Regions from separate parts of the Cricetulus griseus genome. Here region 2 is linked to region 1. Evidence: chromatin contacts called from public Hi-C data. All regions are on one chromosome and are shown on one strand. The core of a region is the stretch at or near the end of the contact, and the rest is flanking DNA. Distances in the headings are between cores, read along the strand shown. Region 1 holds the start of Tk2 (thymidine kinase 2, mitochondrial). Region 2 holds the start of Cmtm3 (CKLF-like MARVEL transmembrane domain-containing protein 3).

Region 1 (3,069 bases), core at 73-2,572:
TACTTTTTGGCCTGTTTCCCACATGCAGATTTCTCATCTTTGAGTCTTTCAACTGCTTGATGAAGACTTATGTGTGTACCACTTCATATGCAAAGTGCTCACAAAAAGAAACAAAGAAAGAGGAAAAAAGAGAAAGGAAAAGAAAATGTGAGGGTAAGAAAGAAACAGGGGATTACAAAAATAGGAGGGCATGCTGTCAAAGAACACAAGCAGTTTAACGGAAAGTTCTGTGCCTGTGTCACAACTCACTCCACTGTCCTCCAGAGGACGAGTCCAATCTCCAGCCATGGATGAGGATGTACCCCACATCTTTCTCTGGTGCTGAGAATGGAACTTACCTTATGCTTGCTGAGCATGCACTACCTACTCTCATTTTCACGGTTTACTTGTTTTTTTTTTTTTTTTTTTTTTTTTTTTTCACTGTGTGCACATATTGCTTCGGTCTCCGGCTCAAAAAAAAAAAAGAAGATATTATGCTACACTGGAGAATGCATGCAAAGAGGAACTTACCACTGCTTTTTTCTCTTTATCATTTTCTCTATCTTTATCTAAAAAAGAAAGGAAATCGACGTTTCAATTATTCACTCTTCTCTGTGCTAATCTGATAACCACACAAAGGTATTTTTATGTTTGCTTCTTTACTTAAAAATGTTTGCCATTCTCGGGACCCTCAGTAGTTGGGTCTTGTATGTGACACTGTACACCATTTGTGCTTGCTTACTTTCCTTCGCTTGGTATATTCTACTTCCCGTTTTCACCTGTATTGTGTGCTCAGAATCTTCACAGTGGACACAAGGAATGACCTACACCCACAAGATTCCGAAGAACGGACGGTGGCCTAAGGCTTAGGGCTGGGACCCACGTAGTCTGTTCTCTAGGTCAAGGCTGGCAATACTGCCAAACTCCAGCAGCAGCCCGAGGCCAAAGGAAGAGGATCCCCACTGCCAGCAAAGGTGGGAAAAAGCACCGCCCTCTAGGTGCGCAGGCACAGCGAGCTGGCTAAAGGTAGCTTCCGCCCCACCTAAAGAATCTGACCAGGAAACAGGAAGAGAAGCAGTGTTTGGACCCCAAGTGCAGGTCCTCACAGTTCCTTAGGGCCCCGGGTAAGTCCGGTGACTTGCAGGGGAGGGGGAGGGGACCAGAGCAGCCCCTACGACATGGCACAAAAATACTAGTTACCCGGAGGCCAGGCGCGGTGAGGTGCCCACAGCTGCCCGGTACCCGAAATGAGGCTTCCGGAGCTTGCACTACGCAGCGAACAGGCAGCCCAGCCTAGAAGAGGTCGTAGCAGCATAGTCCCTAGTAGACGTGCTAGCCCGACTTCCTTCCGGTGTGCATTGGAGCCCCGCCCCACCCCTCTCATGGCCCCGCCCCTTAAAGGGTCGTCACGATTTTTCTTCCTCTAGGCTAGACAGAAAAGATCCAAAGTGAGGATTATACAATATGCAGACGGTAGAATGTGAGGAACCAAAAATTAAAATTAATAGAAGTTTAAGAACTTGGGCCCTAAAAAGGGAATGTCTAATGGTGAAGAAAAATTTAACTCCTTAAATCAGGAGTGCCATGGCTGGCACCTGATCCCCTGCTTTCAGAGAAGGGGAGGTAACTGCCCACCACTCCTGTTAACATTCCTTTGCTAATTGCTGGTCATAAAGATTCCCCAGCCCAGGGGATAACTGACAGACCCTCCGTGGCCCTGTAACCCTGCAACCCTGTGCCCTGTCTTATCTCACTCAAATGTATCTCACTTAAAATATATAGCTACTGATTTACTCTGTACTTTGTATGACCTTAAGTAACCATGGAAACTCTGAAATTTGTGGCCTTCAACCTTATGGTCTGCCCCCTCAAAAGCTTCTCATTTGGGCTGGTTGGGATCTCATTTGCCTGCCATGCAGTGAGATCCTAGCTGGCCAGCTTGAAATAAAAAGAAACCGTTTGCTTTTGCATCAGAGTGTCGGCTCCTTGGGTTAGTCTCTGGGCTCCAAGAACCTGGCACAACAGAAGGCATCCCTTACCTAACTAAGCTTAGAGAATGGGTGGATAATAATGCTGGGAACTGATAGGTTCATTAGCATGTAAGATTATTTCATTGATTGCCTGCTCTATCCACACCTGGTACACGCTGACTCACAATGTCCTGATTTTCCTTTTAACATTTCTGCAGGTATACATTGTCATTCCCATTTTCCAAGCTCATCCTTAAAGAATTGGGCTTGCTTAAAAGAGCCCTAGGTTTAATCCCCTTCATCACAAAAGCAGAGGGACTAAGGTGGGGAGCTGAGATGCAAGCCATTGTTTCCCAAGTCCACAGTCTTTGATATTTCCAACATTTGAACTATAATGTTGATCCCTCAGGAAGGCACAACCAATTCCTTCACTGAATGGACAAAAAAAAAAAAGATAAGAAGAAAGCATGCAACAACCCCCACTTGTAATCAGGTAGCAAAAATAAACCCATATGAGGTGCAGCTTGCACCTGGCCCAAACCAATAAACCCAGCTGTTGCCACCTTGACTGTACGTGGCAGTTACAATGTGTAGGTAGAGAAGTTTTCCACTTCTAGGTTGCAAGATGCTGGCAGAGAGAAGGAAGACATTTTCAGTTTCTGCCTTACTCTTTTGATCCATCACCAGAAGCCATCACCATAACTGAGTTTCCTGTTTATTTGCTAGGCACCTAGAAAAGACAATTATAACCGTGAAAATCAAGGTCAACATTTTTGAGAGCATGTGGGTGAGTTTGCTGGTAACTGCTGATCAGATTCAGCAGAATGATCAGGTCTTAGCTGGGCAGGGTCCAATGAGGTCTAAATATACTGGAGTGATATGCTGGTTCATTCTTTTCAACTCAACACAAACTAGAAACTCCTGGAAAGAGGGAGTCTTAATTGAGAAACTGGCTGCATCAGATTAGCCTGTGGGCGTGTCTGTGGGGCATCTTCTTGTTGCTAACTGATGAAGGTGGAACTACCCACTGTGGGCAGTGCTGTTCCTGGGCAGGTAGTCCTGAGCTGTCTATGCAGGAGCAAACCAGAAAAAGGTAGCCAGTAAACATTTTTAGTTCCTC
Region 2 (2,856 bases), core at 200-2,699, 190 kb after region 1:
ACCCTGGGTCTCTACCAGCAACTAGACCCAACAGTATTCATGTGAGCATGCACACACACAAAGGCACGCATGCACACACCCATGACTAAACAGGACAGATGTACAAAGGCCCTGTGGCAAAAGGAAGCATCAGTTTGCATGAGGGAGCATAATTAGTTATTTAAACGCGTATCTGACTGACAAGGAAGAAAGCAAGAGAGCCTCAGCTGCGATGGGCTAGCAGTGAAGGACAACGAGGTCAATCCTCAGATCTCTGGTTAGTCCAACACAGGAAGAACCCACGCCTTGGGCAGCTATCAAAAGAGTCCCTGAAGGACAGGCTGAGAACAGGAGTATGGCCAGGGAAATGACTGGGAAACTCCAACTGAGAAGAAGGAAGATAGGCTAGCCAAGGACCAAGGGGTGGATGGCTGGGGAAGTAGCAGGAGCTGAGAGAGGGGAGGGACACAGCAAGAGCTGACAGCTTAAGACCGTGGTGGTGGCACATACCTTTAATTCTCGCACTTGGGAGTCAGAGGCAGCAGGATCTCTGTGAGTTCGAGCCCCGTCTGGTCTACAGTGCGGGTTCTAGGACAGGCTCCAAAGCTACAGAGAGACCCTGTCTCGAAAAACAAAAACAAACAAAAAGAGCCGAGCCAGGAGGGTCCCTGCCCTAGAGATGTCTAGGCTCCCAGAAGATGCAAGGCAGAAAGTTAGTTCAAATTTAAGACAGGGAGCGGGGACAGGTGGTCGTGGCTTGGGAGCCCTCAGAGGAGGTAATAAGTGGGTCTGTATCTGCCAGGATGGGGTGAGGAGACAAACACTACCAGACGACTCCGGGCTAAGCAGGCCGCACAGAGCAGACCCGGCTGTTGGGGTCCGAGGAGACTGGGAGGACCCGGTACAGAATCCAAGGGGGCGGGAGATAGGGAGGTAGGCTCTAGAAGGAAGCTTGGGAAGCGGTGGGAGAATGGGGTAGAAGATAGGCGGGCAGAGTAAAGGAGGCTGTGAGAGACCGAAAGAAGGACGGAAATGGGGGGGGAGGGATAGTAGGGAGGAAGAGAAGTGGGGGGTGGTCGTTGATCGGAGGATAGAGGGCCAGGGATGGTCGGAAAGGCAGTGTGGTGCGGGGGTCAATGGATGGGCAAGTGAGCGCGGCAGAGCGCGGCAGGAGGAACTGAGAATGGAAGGACCCGGCGGGGGAGGATCCGAGGGGTAATGAGGGTGGAAGTGGAAGGATGGAAGACGGAAAGAGACTAGGTCTAAGGGGTAGTGGGGGGGGGATGGGGGCGGGATATGGGCCGGGTAGAGTCAGAGAGGCAGTGGGGGAGGTGGGGATGCGAATGGGAGGATGGGGGAGGAGGGATGAGCATGACAGCGTCCCAGGGACATTGTGGGTGTGGTTGGAGAATGGAGGGCGGGAGGATGGGCGGGGCAGGGTCCGAGGGACAGTTGTGGGTGGGGATGAGGGGGAGGATTGAAGGTGGTGGAGGCGGGACAGCGGAGGATGAGTCCCGGGCCTATTCTAACCCCACTTTTTCTCCTTCCGCACAGCGGGTTTCCGCTTCCCTCCAGGGCACTGGGTGAGGCAGTGAGGCCGAGGCTCGACGAGGTAGCGCCGCTATGTGGCCCCCGGACGCAGAGCCGGAGCCTGATCCAGAGTCCCCGGACCGCCCCCGAAGTGGCAGGACAGTGCCCGGGCTCAGCGCCCTGCTGCCCGCGCGCGCCTTCCTCTGCTCGCTCAAAGGTCGCCTCCTGCTGGCCGAGTCGGTGAGTGCGAGGGCTCCCCGGGTGCCCGAAGCCTAGTCCCTGTATCCCAAGCCCCAGTTCCTGCGCCTCCCACCCAGGAGACTCGCGCGAAGTTTGGCCACCGCCCCCAAACTTGAGACAGCTTCTCCGTAGCCGAGCGCGAGTCAAACTCAGGCCGGAGCCGTGGTCTTCCCGGCTTCTCCAGCCTGCGAGGCCCTCAAAAGGGACCCGAGGACACGGGTTTGAGGACTCAGTCCCCGCTGGCGCCGCGGCCTGGCTGCTGTGTGATCCCCGAGCGCCCCCTCCCTGCGCTGGCTTGGCTCCTTCAGGCTTTGGTCTCCTGTTCTGCAAACCCTCCCACTTCACTGGGTGAGACCCGGCCACCCGTGGGGTGCGGATCCTGAAGAGTGGGGTGCGGATCCTGAGGAGTGGGACGAGCCTCCGGGGAGTGGGTGAAGCTGGGACTGCATAGTGAAGGTGCAGGCAGACTGTTGTCCCAGGGTATCGAACCAGCGGGGTGACTTCATCCCCTCCTTCCTCCCTCCCCTACCACGCTCCTTCCTCCTTCCCGCTTGTCCCCACCCGACTAGGAAGGTCTCCTTTGTCCTCCTAACACTCCCGCATCGTCGCGTGTGGGGCGGGAACTGGCATGGGGCCTACGGACATGGTGAGAGGGGCGGGAGGAAGGACAGTGGAAGGAGGAAACAGCCCATGGCGACAGCCACTTGTTGCTTAGATCCCTAGCAACTTGATATCTGATCTGTTCCCATTTAAGGCCGGGGCTGGGGGGCGGGGATAGAAAGTGCCTTTAACTCAATCGAGGAGCTCTGAGACTAGGTGGCAGGGTTTCCGACCTAGGACTTTCCCCTTGTACCCCAGGACACATGCAGGAGGCATCAACCCTTAGGTCACTAGTAGAACCCAATACTTTTTTCCAAGTACTTTGTAGCAAGCAGACCTAAAGTCCACTCTTAGATTGGTCATCTCAGATCTCTGAAAGCCACGGAGGTAAGGGGGCTTTGAATCACAGGCCATTGAGGAGGCTTCAGTCCTATCCTACCCATGGGGGGGGGGTGCCAATCAGAACTCACAAGATGTCCTTGGCCTAGCTAGGTGCCAGAAATTCAG

The links. Hi-C and Micro-C count contacts between places; a contact is called where the count stands out from the background.
Region 2: a Hi-C map of the CHO-K1 cell line shows a contact between it and region 1, with 4 times the contacts expected there. The contact joins the promoter of Cmtm3 here to the promoter of Tk2 in region 1. A contact is called at or near these places in 2 of 8 Hi-C or Micro-C datasets (the CHO-K1 cell line and fibroblasts).

What each region holds. Positions count from the first base shown.
Region 1 is chr3:180,422,269-180,425,337 of CriGri-PICRH-1.0, forward strand. It overlaps Tk2 (thymidine kinase 2, mitochondrial), which reads right to left and starts at 1,323. Exons shown (of 10, transcript XM_027405735.2): 1 at 1,180-1,323; 2 at 511-548. The coding sequence starts at 1,294.
Region 2 is chr3:180,612,585-180,615,440 of CriGri-PICRH-1.0, forward strand. It overlaps Cmtm3 (CKLF-like MARVEL transmembrane domain-containing protein 3), which reads left to right and starts at 1,450. Exons shown (of 4, transcript XM_027405742.2): 1 at 1,450-1,749. The coding sequence starts at 1,603. LOC118238461 (a long non-coding RNA gene) reads right to left here and starts at 1,241. Exons shown (of 2, transcript XR_004768884.1): 1 at 490-1,241.